Regions from separate parts of the Rattus norvegicus genome. Here region 2 is linked to region 1. Evidence: chromatin contacts called from public Hi-C data. All regions are on one chromosome and are shown on one strand. The core of a region is the stretch at or near the end of the contact, and the rest is flanking DNA. Distances in the headings are between cores, read along the strand shown. Region 1 has its middle 13 kb from the start of Sec61g. Region 2 overlaps Egfr (epidermal growth factor receptor).

Region 1 (6,307 bases), core at 1,724-4,223:
CTCATGACCTTTCTTGTTCCTCGTTCTATTTCTCTTTTGCTTATTCATCAAATATTTTCCAATTCCTGTTCTAACTGGCTATGCCTGATACTCTCAGCTAATAATAAATGAGAGTAAGGTTTAGATTTTTTTTTTTTATTATCTTGAGTATTTCTTATATACATTTCAAGTGTTATTCCCTTTCCCGGTTTCCGGACAGACATCACCCTCCCCCCTCCCCTTCCTTGTGGGTGTTCCCCTCCCAAACCTCCCCCCATTGCCACCCTCCCCGCATAGTCTAGTTCACTGGGGGTTCAGTCTTAGCAGGACCCAGGGCTTCCCCTTCCACTGGTGCTCTTACTAGGATATTCATTGCTACCTATGGGGACAGAGTCCAGGGTCAGTCCATGTATAGTCTTTAGGTAGTGGCTTAGTCCCTGGAAGCTCTGTAGATTTTGACAGTGCTTTTTTTTTTTTTTTTTTAAACAACAAAGCCACTTCTCCAAACAGGTACTTTACAGATATTTCTTCTACATAGGCATAGAACACCTTGAGACAGTGGTTTTTACTGGCATTGTGGCTAAGGCATTAAGACCATCATATGTGTAGACTAATCTTTAATAACTAACAAAGGGGTCAGGGCATGTGCAAAATATACTCTTCTCTGAATGCTTTTGAATACTAAACTTTATCTTGTGTCAACTTCTTCATGCTGAAACAAATAAGCATATTTTCTATTATCGTTAAATGCTGTGAAGGAAACAAAACCATACAGTAGTTTACAGAAGGTTGGGGTCAGTTGGGATGATTTTATTGAGGACAACCAGAGAGAACTCTATTTAGGAAACAGAAATAAATTAAGTCAGGAATAAGAGAAGACAAATGGGCAGTTAAAGAAAGAAGTAAGTATAGAGGTTTGGGTGGGAAGATGCGTTGTATTAAATAGAAAATAAAAACGGGACAACAGTGACTGAAAGGGAATGAGGGGAAGTAGGGAGGGTCCACAGGGACAGATTTTAAGTTAGCCACAATAAGAAGTTGTGGGAAGGGGTTGGGGATTTAGCTCAGTGGTAGAGCACTTGCCTAGCAAGCGCAAGGCCCTGGGTTCCGTCCTCAGCTCCGGAAAAAAAAAAAAAAAAGAAGAAGTTGTGGGAGAAGCTAAAGTGAAGGACTCCAGATTCAGCAGCATATTTAAAAGTTTACGTCTGGACCTGGGAGAGAAAAGCCTGGTAGAGTGGTACATGAACAGAGAGAAACCAAACAGGAGGATGCTGCAGTGCTGAAGGCAGGAGAAGGTATGGGAGCTGACGGGTTAGAACTTCCGGTTGGCCACCAGCTGGGTGATAGGGGAAGGAAACAAGAAGAATCATAGATGACGTTGGACAGAGTACATTTGCTCTCCTTTTATTGTAAGAAATATGTGAGAGAATCAATTTATATGGTTTTGTTTTGCTTCTCATACTTTTGGTCTATGATAAGCTGGCTTCAGGCCTGAGATAAGATAGTGCATCATTCAACAAATATGTTTATGGAGCAAAGCGGATCATGTCAAGGCCAGGATTCAACCAGAGGCGAAGGAAGAGAATGGGCTCCCATAATGCCTTTCACGTAACTGACCTCACTTCCTTCTTCTAGGCTCCACGTGTTAAAAGTTCACCAGTCTTCCTCTGGCACCAACATTTGGGAACACGAGCCTAGCAGGGATGGTCAAAATCCACAGTAGCCGAGGGAGTAGAGGCATTTTAATGACTCGTGTACGCAACCACATAATACCGTGCCCAGGTGACTACTGAGATATGTAAGGGGCTGGGACATGAAGATTAGCATATAATCATGCACATTGGAAGCCCTAGAGACCAATGTTTAAGAAAGGCACGCGATTCTGAGATATCCTTGGGAAGTTCTTACCTTCCAGTTTATCACCGGGTGCAGACATACAAAGGCTCCCCCTTGGGAAGATTTAGCAAACTATTGTTGCTGAAAGCAATGGGCAGAATTTAGTCTTCAATCCCGATTCAAAAAGAACGACAGAAAACACGAGGAAAGCTTGCGAGGAGCATACCTATAAACCTTTGGGACCAGAGCCCTGAGCTCACTTGGAGGCTTGCCACTGGAGTTTATCTCAGAAGCAGAGAATTAGTCACAGGATTGCAGGTAACCACAAAAGAGACGAGGGACACAAGCTAATCGCATAATGAAGCCTTAAGTGCCAGTACCTACACAGGGCATCTGTTAATCTTACCAACAATCCCGTGAGAAGGATGTGGCTTCCTTCATCTTTTAGAAGAGCAAATTAGACCTCAGAGCCACTTGGGAACAAGCTCAAAGAATTATGCACAATATTCAGAGCAGGCCGAGTCTGTATCCTGGAGCGCCATAAGCCCCACAGCCCAGAGACTCAAACAGTAAAATGTATCATTAATTCCATCATCTGGCCTTGGCCGCTGAGCAACTGTTAGTACAGGGATCACATCGAAATTGGGCTTTAAATGCATAGGCCAAAGGTCCTTTTCTGGATTTTTCTCTTGCCACTGTCCATCAGTCTGGCTTTGCTGAACTCTGCTACTGACTGCTTTAAGTCCCTACAGTGATGGTTAGGGTATGAGCTCTGTCCCTTTATGTGGCACAGACCAGAATACTCTGAGGACAAAAGATGTACCCCTCCTCTTGGCTTGTTTGCCTGTGGTTTCTTCTGATGCCTTCCTATTGTCGCCTACAGGTGGCCGCAGAGACCATAGTTATCTTCAGTTAAGTTAATTAAGATAGAAACATCTTTGCCATTGCTGAGAAGTAATGTTTTAAAGAAAACGATTCTGAATCAAATAGATAGCTTGGGAAATGGATCCATTTTTCTTTTCGTCTGTAGCACTTAGTAAATGAACGTTTCTTGGTTCTCCCTAACAACCTGACTATGTGTCCCTTCATAGATGACCAAACTGTTAGAGGCGCATAAACTTAGAGTCAGTCCCTCCGTCTTTCCCACGCCAGCGTGTAAGGAGATTCATGATCCTGCACTGCCCTCTATGTATGACTATCTGAAACACAAAATCGGGTATTCTAGAGGGTTTCAAACACACTTTTAAAAATTAGGGTGATATTTCACAGTGGACTCACTGAGTTAACATTCAGTAGACATGAGCGTCCATGGTCGCAAATATTGTTCTGATAGCAAACTGCTGTACTTTCCGACTGTATTAGTGATAGCTGAAAAGAGAACGTTCTTAATGTGCTCTTGAGACATTTAAATGATAGTTATTGATTGGAGATAGCAACTCCAAGTCTAGAAATGGCTTCCAAAGTCACTTGGGAAAGAGCATGGAGGGGATTCAGTCTAGGGACTCACCTTCAGCCTCCAGGAAGGTTTGGATACAGCAACAGCATTCCTGTGCATTTTCTTGGTGTAACATCGCCATCTGGTGTCTTTTCCAGATACTTCATATAAAAAACATGCATCACCACGGTTCTTTTAACGTTTAATGTCGTTCCCTACTGCGGATCTTAATTTTTGTCTTAAGATTCAAACTAAATAACACAAGTACATGTACATAATGTTTTTGTTTGCTAATTATGCTAAGTACACAAAATGATGAGTTTATGACATTTTTTATACACGTACATAGTCTGTCAATCAATAGGCTATTGTAAACCACTGCTGTGGTGGCTGGATTTATGTTAACTTGACACAAGCTGGAGTCCTTAGAGAGGAAGAAACCTCAACTGAGAAAAGGCTCTGCCTGTAGGACATTTTCTTAATTAGTCACTGATGGGACAAAGTGCAGCTTGGTGTGGATGGTACCCCCCTTGGACTGATGGTCACAGGTTTTATAAGAATGGCTGTGCAAGCCATTGGGAAACAGTAAGCAGCATTCTTCCATGGCCTTTGCAGTAGCTCCTGCCTACAGGAGCGCCCCCTGCCCTGCTTGGGTTCCTGTCCTAATTTCTTCCACCTATGAAAGGTGATGGGAAAATGTAAGCCACATAAAACCTTTCCTCCCCAGTTTGCTTTTGGTCATGGTGTTTCACCACAGAAATACTAACCTAACTAAGACAGATAATAACCAAAACTACAATGTTATGCATTGCATAGTAAGCCAATAACTAGTTATAATGAAAGGCACACTCCTAAAAGTTATACGTTTAGGGAGCTACAAGTGTCTACAACTCACAACCAGCAACATAAGACTTCGAATGCTACACACTTCTGATCAATTTCCTACCCTCCTCCATCTCCTCCCACACCTGGTTCTGCCCCCTCCCCCTTCCTCCCAAGCCCTCCTACCTTCTACTTCCCGTGATTATTTTGTTACTCCTTCTAAGTAGTACTCAAGCATCCACACTTTGGTCTTCCTTTGTCTTGAGCTTCATACGCTCTGTGAGTTGTATCATGGGTATTCTGAACTTTTTGCCTAATATCCACTTATCAGTGAGTGCATACCATGTGTGTTCTTTTGTGACTGGGTTACCTCACTCAGGATTATATTTTCAAGTTCCATCCATGTGCCTAAGAATTTCATGAAGCCATTTTTTAAATAGCTGAGTAGTACTCCATTGTGTAAATGTATATTTTCTATATCTATTCCTCTGTTGAGGGAAATCTGTGTTGTTTCCAGCTTCTGGCTATGAAAAATAAGGCTGATCATAGTGGAGCATGTGTCCTTGTTATATGTTGGAGCGTCTTTTGGGTATATGCCCAGGAATGCTGTAGCTGGGTCCTCAGGTGGAACTATGTCCAATTTTCTGAGGAACTGCCAGACTGATTTCCAGAGTGGTTGTACCAACTTACAATCCCACCAGCAAAGGAGGGGTGTGCCTCTTTCTTCTCACCAGCATCTACCTGAATTTTTGATCTTAGCCATTCTGACTAGTGTGAGGTGGAATCTCAAGGTTATTTTGATTTACATTTCCCTGATGTCTAAAGATATTGAACATTTTTTTGAGCTGGGGACAGAACCCAGGGCCTTGCTCTACCACTGAGCTAAATCCCCAACCTGTTGAACATTTCTTTAGGTGCTTCACAGCCATTCAAGACTCCTCAGTTAAGAATTCTTTGTTTAACTCTGTAACCCATTTTTTAACTAGGGTTATTTGGTTTTCTGGAGTCTAACTTCTTAAGTTCTTAATATATATTGGATATTAGCCGATATCGGATATAGGATTAGAAAAGATCTTTTCTCAATCTGTAGGTTGCCATTTTGTCCTGATGACAGTTTCCTTTGCCTTACAGAAGTTTTGCAATTTTATGGGATCCCATTTGTCTATAGTTGATCTTAGAGCCTGGGCCTTTGGTGTTCTGTTCAGGAAATTGGATGGGGAACTGGGTATAGGCCCAAAAAGTCCCAAATGCCAGGAAAGTAAGAGGTTCCCAGGGGATGACATTAGGTGAAATACCCAACTAAGGGGAGACAGAATCTGCAGAGACCATAACCAGAGGTTGGACATGGTCTCTAGTTGAGGGATGGGGCCACCCACCCATTTCAAAAATATTAGCCCAGAATTGCTCCTGCCTAAAGGAAATACAGAGACAAAGAATAGAGCAGAGACTGAAGGAAAGGCCATCCAAAATGCTGCACCTAGGGATCCATCCCATATGCAGCCACCAAACCCAGAAACTACTGCTGATTCCAAGAAGTAAGTGCTTGCTGACAGGAGCCTGATGTACCTGTCTCCTGAGAGGCTCTGCCAGAGCCTGACAAATACAGGTGCAGATGCCTGCAGCCAACCATTGGACTGAGCATAAGGACCCCAATAGATGAGTTAGGGTAAGGACTAAAGGAGCTAAAGTGGTTTGAAACCCCATAAGAAGAACAACAACATCAGTCAACCAGAGCTCCCAAGGACCAAACCACCAACCAAACAGTATTCATGGGGGACCCATGGCTCCAGCTGCATGTATAGCAGAGGATGGCCTTATCTGGCATCAATGGGAAGAGAGGCCATTGGTCCTGTGGAGGCTTGATACCCCAATGTAGGGGAATGCCAGGGCAGGAAGTTGGGAAGGGGTGGGTGGATGTGTGGGGAACACCCACACAGAAGCAGGGGAATCAGGGAAGGGATAAGGGATTTTTGGAGGGGAAACCAGGAAGGAAGATAACATTTGAAATGTAAATAAATAAAATAACAACAAGAAGAACAAAAAGGCTTTGAATGTTTCCTTCACTTTGCAAACTCACCTTTGGGCCCGTTAACAGATAACACCAGTTGCAGTCCCTGCCTCTGGTAGATGTGTTATTTTACTGTCTGTCAACTTAGTTCCTTTAGAAGAATTATACAGTTGGCACTCTGTGTCTATCTCAGTGTTCTTTCCTTCAAGATAGTATTTTCTGCCCTG
Region 2 (6,307 bases), core at 1,124-3,623, 310 kb before region 1:
GAAGGAGCTGAAGGGGCTCAGGACCCTATATGAACAACAATGCCAAGCAACCAGAGCTTCCAGGGACTAAGCCACTACCCAAAGACTATACATGGACTGACCCTGGGCTCCAGCTGCATAGGTAGCAATGAATAGCCTAGTGAGAGCACCAGTGGAAGGGGAAGCCCTGGGTCCTGCCAAGTCTGGACCCTCAGTGAATGGGATTCTTGGGGTAAGGGCAGTAATGGGGGGAGGATTGGGAGGTGAACACCCATATAGAATGTGAGGGAGGGGTTAGGGGATGTTGGCATGGAAACTGGGAAAGGGAATAACACTTGAAATGTAAATAAGAAATACCCAATTTAATAAAGATGGGAAACAAAAAGAAACTAGATGATCTTTCAGGTTCCAGGGTTAATGATTTTTAGTGAACTGTGAGCTTTCTGTGGTCTTAGGTGCTTTTGTGTTGTTTTACCTTTTATTTAGCTCTTGTATATGAATCTTATGTAAAACAGAATATTCTAGAAAAGCTGTACATTAAATACTGGAGAAAACCTAGCTCTGAGAGCCAAAGGGACAGGTGGCTATGAAGGGTTTCTTGGTTTTGTGACCTGAGTTGGTGGTAAACTCTTGAGTTGGCCTACATCCCACTATGTTGAAAGTTTTGTGTCTTAGAAGTATCTAAAATTTCTTTTAATGATAGAGGAAAGGCATCAGAGCTGAGAATGTCTGAGAAGACCCTGAAGTATCGTATCCCCACTGCCAAGTCTGGACCCCCAGTGAATGGGATTCTTGGGGTACGGGCTGAGCAGTCAGCCTCAGTACAGATGTATCCAGGCTCACAGGGAAAGCCTAGTGGAGGCAACACTCTGAGCAGCTGTGGGCGGTAGGCAACAGGAAGCCTGGAAGCTCAGAGACATCGGAAAGCACCATGAAGCCACCGTGCCACCAGGAACACTGGTTTCAACACATTGGAGAAAGGCGAGATGTGTGCTTAACGTTTGTAGATCATGGTTTATATACAATATGTAAAAAAGAATGCTTGTGAGACAGCCATGTCTATGTGAACCAGACTAGTTGAAGATGACTCAGGAAAAGTGTGATAATTTTTAAAGTGTGATAATGGTATTGTGATTACAGAAGAAAGAAATCAGTGTTGAGAGATGCACGCCGTGAAACATGTAGGGTAAAATGGCATAATTTCTTCCATCTGGTTAGCTTTTCAAGTCCTTCAGAAATGCAAGGACACATCGCAGAAAGGAAAAAAAAATGTCCATTTCGAGTCTAGATGCATATGACAGCACCTGTAAATAATTAAAAATTATAGCAAAATTTATTTAAATTTTTTTTTCAGTATCAGACTCTTCCCTTTTAGGTGTGACCTACAAATCTTACTTAAGTGTGCCCAGGAAGTTTGTGCAAACAGGGCCACTTAAAGTGCTTGGTGCACTAGCTAAAAATTCCAGAACAATCTAAGTCCCCGTTACTGACAGCTGTGTGGAAGCTGAGGCAGCCACTATATAAAGGAAGCTGATTTATATGTACTACCACTTGGAAAAGTCTCAGCTAAAATGAAATTGTTTGAAAAATGGGCGTCTAACAGTGTGCATCCTATGAACTTAAATCTGTATGAAATATATTTAAAACAGATTCTATTTTTAATTTGAAGATATTTCTATGTCATGTCCACAGAACAACAATCTGGAAGGGTCTCTCTCCCTAGCTGTGACAGTGTTGGCAGGAACTCTGGGTCTGAGAGAGAGTCCTTAGCCTTTTACAGTATCTTTTTGGGGGGTGGGGATGGACAATTGTTGAACTCTGCGAGAGAGAGAGAGAGAGAGAGAGAGAGGCTATTTTTGTATCCTGCAATTAAAATTCAGCTAAATAAACAAATAAATAAATAGAGACAGAAATGCTGGCAAAGTGGGGTAATAAAAACAGAGCGACCTGGAAGGCAAGTCGGTCAACTTCCAGAGAGGGATGGCTTTGGAGCTAAAGGATGAGAGAGAGAGAGAGAGAGAGAGAGAGAGAGAGAGAGAGAGAGAGAGAGAGAGAGAAAGCATTGTCAGCAATGGGGTTGATAACATGAGTAAATTCCATTAGCAGAATGGAGGACACTGCCCCCAGTAATCACAGGCAAAGTCAAGATGACTGCAAAGGTCGCATGGTCACTGGAACACCCCTGTAATTTGTATTGTAATGAACTATTACCTCAGCGCAATCATGTGCCAGGCATTTAATTTACAAGCACAGATGCCTGGCGGTTGACTTTAAAATTACTCCGAAATTACCCCCATGTAATCTGAAGAACTCTAAGTGTGGCCAGGGCTTCATTAGCAGGGTGCTGTGCATGCAGGCGTGAGGACTGCACACTGGTGGATTTCTATTGGTTATGCTGTGTGCGCCTGCGTTCTGAAGCTTCCAGCCGTATCCTCCTAAAACCTGCTACCCATCTTTTCCACACTGGACTGCAGACGCTTCCGCGAGTTTTCTGTACTAGAGCCCCTCCCCAAGTCTACCCTACCTTCAGTTAGCTGTAGGTTGCAGTAGAACACGGATTGGAAAATAAGATGATTTCTTTTTCTTCCATTTCCCTGGGAGCTCTACCATCTGTTGCCTCTAAGGAAAGAAACTCAATAGAAGGGAGGACACTATTTTCTGGGCTGCGGATGCTTCCCTGTGCTGTGTGACTCAACTCAGGTCTGCCCAGAGCAAGAATGTGCCGGGGAGGTTGGCCTTAACTGGGTGCATGCTTGTTCGTCCGGATAAACCAAGTTGGGAGGTTTCCAACCCGTCACACCACCCCAAATGGCATGTTAGAAAGTACAGACTCTCTTTTCCATCAAAGTTAGAGCTTATTTTTGCTTCTAGGAATCACAAATCCTTGGTGTCCATAAAACATTTCACTACACGTTTTAAATGTATTGCATGCGGGCCAAGCTTCGGTGACGGAAGGCTCCTGCTTTTTCCTTCTGCACAGTATCTACGGCCAGAACTCACATTTCTGAGAACCATCCTTTAACAGTGTAACCCGGTAGGGACCAGTACAACCAGCTGGTGCTAAGTGAACACCTCTGTTGATGTTGGCCAATTCAATGAGAAATGATGAGTTAAGAAGCAGAGAGCACGTGTTCCAGTGGCAAGATTGAAAATAAAAATCGAAACACTGAATATGAAGACTGAATCTGGCTTATGGGTCTGGGCCCAGGGCACCCGCTGCAGAAGGTGGGGGTGGGAGGTGGTTCTAATCTGCGCACGCGTAGTGATGACGGGTAGGGGTGGGGTGGGGTGGGGATAGGCTGTATGCTCAGGTCTCAGTAGCGCAGTGAAATAGTAAAGAGGCTAAGTAAACTCTGGCCATCAGATAATGGGCCATTATAACTCTGGATGACTTCCTGAATAGTCTAAAACATGGCTTTCTATTTCCTGCCTGCAAGACAAAGACATATACTGACAGCAACATGTGCAAAGGGACACAGAGCGGCTGGAACCGGGTCGGGTGTAAAGAGAGAGAGAGAGAGAGAGAGAGAGAGAGAGAGAGAGAGAGAGAGAGAGAGAGAGAGAGAGAGAGAGAGAGCCAGCGTCCAGTCCTGAGCTTGGACTGTCAGCGGCCAGCTGGACGTACCTGCCAGGCAGCAGCCCAGGGACAGACAGCAGGGCAAGGAAATCCAGGCACAGAGGTGCGAGGGAGAAGAGGGAAGGGCGAACCACTGTGCTGCCGCTCCCATTAAAACAGAAAACTCTGCTATGCTTGGTTTTAGTCCAAGCTCCTGCCAGGAAGGAGCTGGCTCACAGAAAAGCCACGGCTTCACTTTTTCCCATACTCAAGTGGTGTGTCTTTCAAGGGCTCTTTTCCTCTAAGCCAGCAGAATCATCCCCCCACCCCCACCCCCAGCCCCACCCCTACCCCTCACCATGCCACGCCTTCTTCCTCCCTTTCCTCCATCTCCGTGTCTCCCTCCTTCTCTTTCTCTCTCCAACCCCCTCTTTTAGGTTACCACAGAGTGTGTAGCCATAACCTTGTGAAGTCTCCAAGCGTCTGCGGCTGGCTGTGAGAATGCTCTGGTTTGGGGGTTCCCGACCACTAGGTCTGTGAAATGACTCTGAGCAAACTTTCCTCAGCAATAAAATGATCAGTGTGGGAACCAGGAGGCAATGAAAGACCCAGATAATTTATTTTTAATAGCCCGTATTTTGGGGCACGTGACACACAGCTACTGTGATGCTGGTATTCGCTTTTTGACGAGTTCTGGGACATCGTGCTAGGGGATACCTGCTAAGGGAGGGGATGCTCCCACTTTACAGAGTACAGCAAAGTACTTTGAACAAATACACAGGAGTCACGGGGCCCTTCCAAGACCTGGCATTTGAGGCGGGCCAGTGCCTATGTAGGTAAAAGCCTGGGAGCCTTTCCCTCATGTAGGCTGAGTTCCTGGGAAAGTAGATGCGTGCAAAGATAGGGACTGCACTGAGTTTTTGGAAAATCAAAGGAGCTTGCATGAGTGCGGTGTATTTGGCCATCTAGAAAGGCTAACGGCTGACTGCAACCTCTGAGACATCAGTCCCATACTGCCACTGATTAAGCCATTAGCCACAATCTGCTGTACATCTTTCACATTTTCACACAGGAAACATTTGTGGAGCTGCTTAACAATTCGGCAGGATGATGGTTGCTGGAGGAACTTCCCATTTCTGAAGGTTCCGATGCCCTGTCTTCTGCCCACTGATGACTTGAGGTAGAGGACATGTGAAGGGGCACGTGAGACTCCTTCTGGGTCTGTCTTTCAGGGGACCATCTTCTTGGTTCAATTTTGGTTTATTTAGTCATCATGTTGTGCCTGACTGCTGAAGACCTGTGGTTACAGTCCTGTGGCATTTAGAGAAACGACTCATTTGGAGAACCTGAATGCAAGCCCCTGGGTGGACATCAGAAGCTCCGATGGGTACCTGAAGCTAGTGGACCATTGATTTCCTCAGAAGGTCAAAATCTGATACATCAAATTCCCACCTCAGAGCATCCCGAGGACAGCTCTTACAACATCCTCAACGGTTTAGAATTTAAATGTCTGTCAAGGTCACTGTGCTAAAGCCTTTCTGTTGTATCTTGTTATACTGCTCTGAAGTAGAGTCTTGTGGAGGGAAGCTCATTAGTGGTGACCGCTTTCTCTTTTCTCTTTTGCTTTATGGCCACCATGTACATAGCTTCTGCCATTTGTACTTACTGCCACATGCCCAGAAGCAGCAGAATGACTGAGCTCGGATAGAAACTTAGGAAATTGTGAACCAGGACCTTCTTTGCTTCCCGATGCTGGTTTTCATACGTGCGATTCCTCAGTGGCAGAAGGTCATGTAGGCTTCATTAATTTTCTCACAGCTAAACATCCCAATTCATCATTACATTGTGACTTCTTCCCAATGTGTCCAACTTTAGACATCCCTACCTAGCACAATCTCAGAGCTTAACACTACTAAGCCACAGGAATCTGGTCCAGTTCATATTTCTCTGGCTTACCTCAATGTAACTTGACACAAATTTGTAGATAACATTCCCAGGATTAGTTAGTATAGAGAAGTTAAAGTTTTGAAGTTGTAACTAAGGTCCCGTGTGAGTTAGTTTTGAATTAATGGTAAATTTAATCTGGTTGGAGTTGACTTGATCAGATGGGAAGTAAAGGCTGACCAAGGCTTCCTAGAAGGAGATACTTCTCATCAGAAGAAGCTTTTAAAAGCAAGATCCCATCCCTATGACCTCATGAAACCAGATTCTGCCAAGAGCCAGAATGATCTAAGAGAAGAGTCAAAATTTCCAAATGGGAGCACACTTTGACCAGAGCCTTGTAAGACCCTGAAGGACACTGAGAACAGAGGCACCTCTTTGATTACACTTCAGACAAACGCTGGTGCCTTTGTAACAATGACCCTTTGTGTACTTGTCTCATTACCCATTTACCAATAAGCTGTATCTCATACGGTTCCAGATTGCTGACAGGGCATCTGCAGCAGTCCCTCTGGACTGTGGGAGGCCATGGTGGAGTGAGTCAGAAAGACTATCCACAGGAAACCTTTCTTGGAGGTCAAGACTGGCTTGTTAAGGAAGATAGTCCAGTGTTTTCCATCCCTTCTAGAAATCAGCACAGGGTGTCTTAACAATGCTGGTGATATCTGCAGGGTTACTACCATCAAAATCAGCCTTTAAGGAGAGTGTAAACTTTTATGTGTTGTGACGTGAATTATTTTAATAATATGTGCACACGTTTTAACTCTGGTACAATGCTATTTGGAAAGAGGGTCTTTGAAGATACAGTCAAGTTGCAGTGAGGCCACACTC

The links. A called contact is a pair of places that touch in the nucleus more often than the background predicts.
Region 2: a contact with region 1 is called in a Hi-C map of the A7r5 cell line, with 4 times the contacts expected there. The contact joins two enhancer-like sites. A contact is called at or near these places in 3 of 12 Hi-C or Micro-C datasets (the A7r5 cell line, liver and mammary epithelial cells).

What each region holds. Positions count from the first base shown.
Region 1 is chr14:95,129,742-95,136,048 of GRCr8, reverse strand. No RefSeq gene overlaps it. Among named protein-coding and RNA genes, the nearest start is that of Sec61g, 13 kb to the right of the region's middle. Within about 2 kb of position 2,973, at least 24 of the 93 cell types and tissues checked have an H3K27ac peak or open chromatin away from gene starts, as enhancers often do. A contact at or near this core is called in the A7r5 cell line, where this site is marked.
Region 2 is chr14:95,435,632-95,441,938 of GRCr8, reverse strand. All of the region lies in intron 1 of Egfr (epidermal growth factor receptor), which reads right to left. Among named protein-coding and RNA genes, the nearest start is that of Egfr, 60 kb to the right of the region's middle. Within about 2 kb of position 2,373, at least 11 of the 93 cell types and tissues checked have an H3K27ac peak or open chromatin away from gene starts, as enhancers often do. A contact at or near this core is called in the A7r5 cell line, where this site is marked.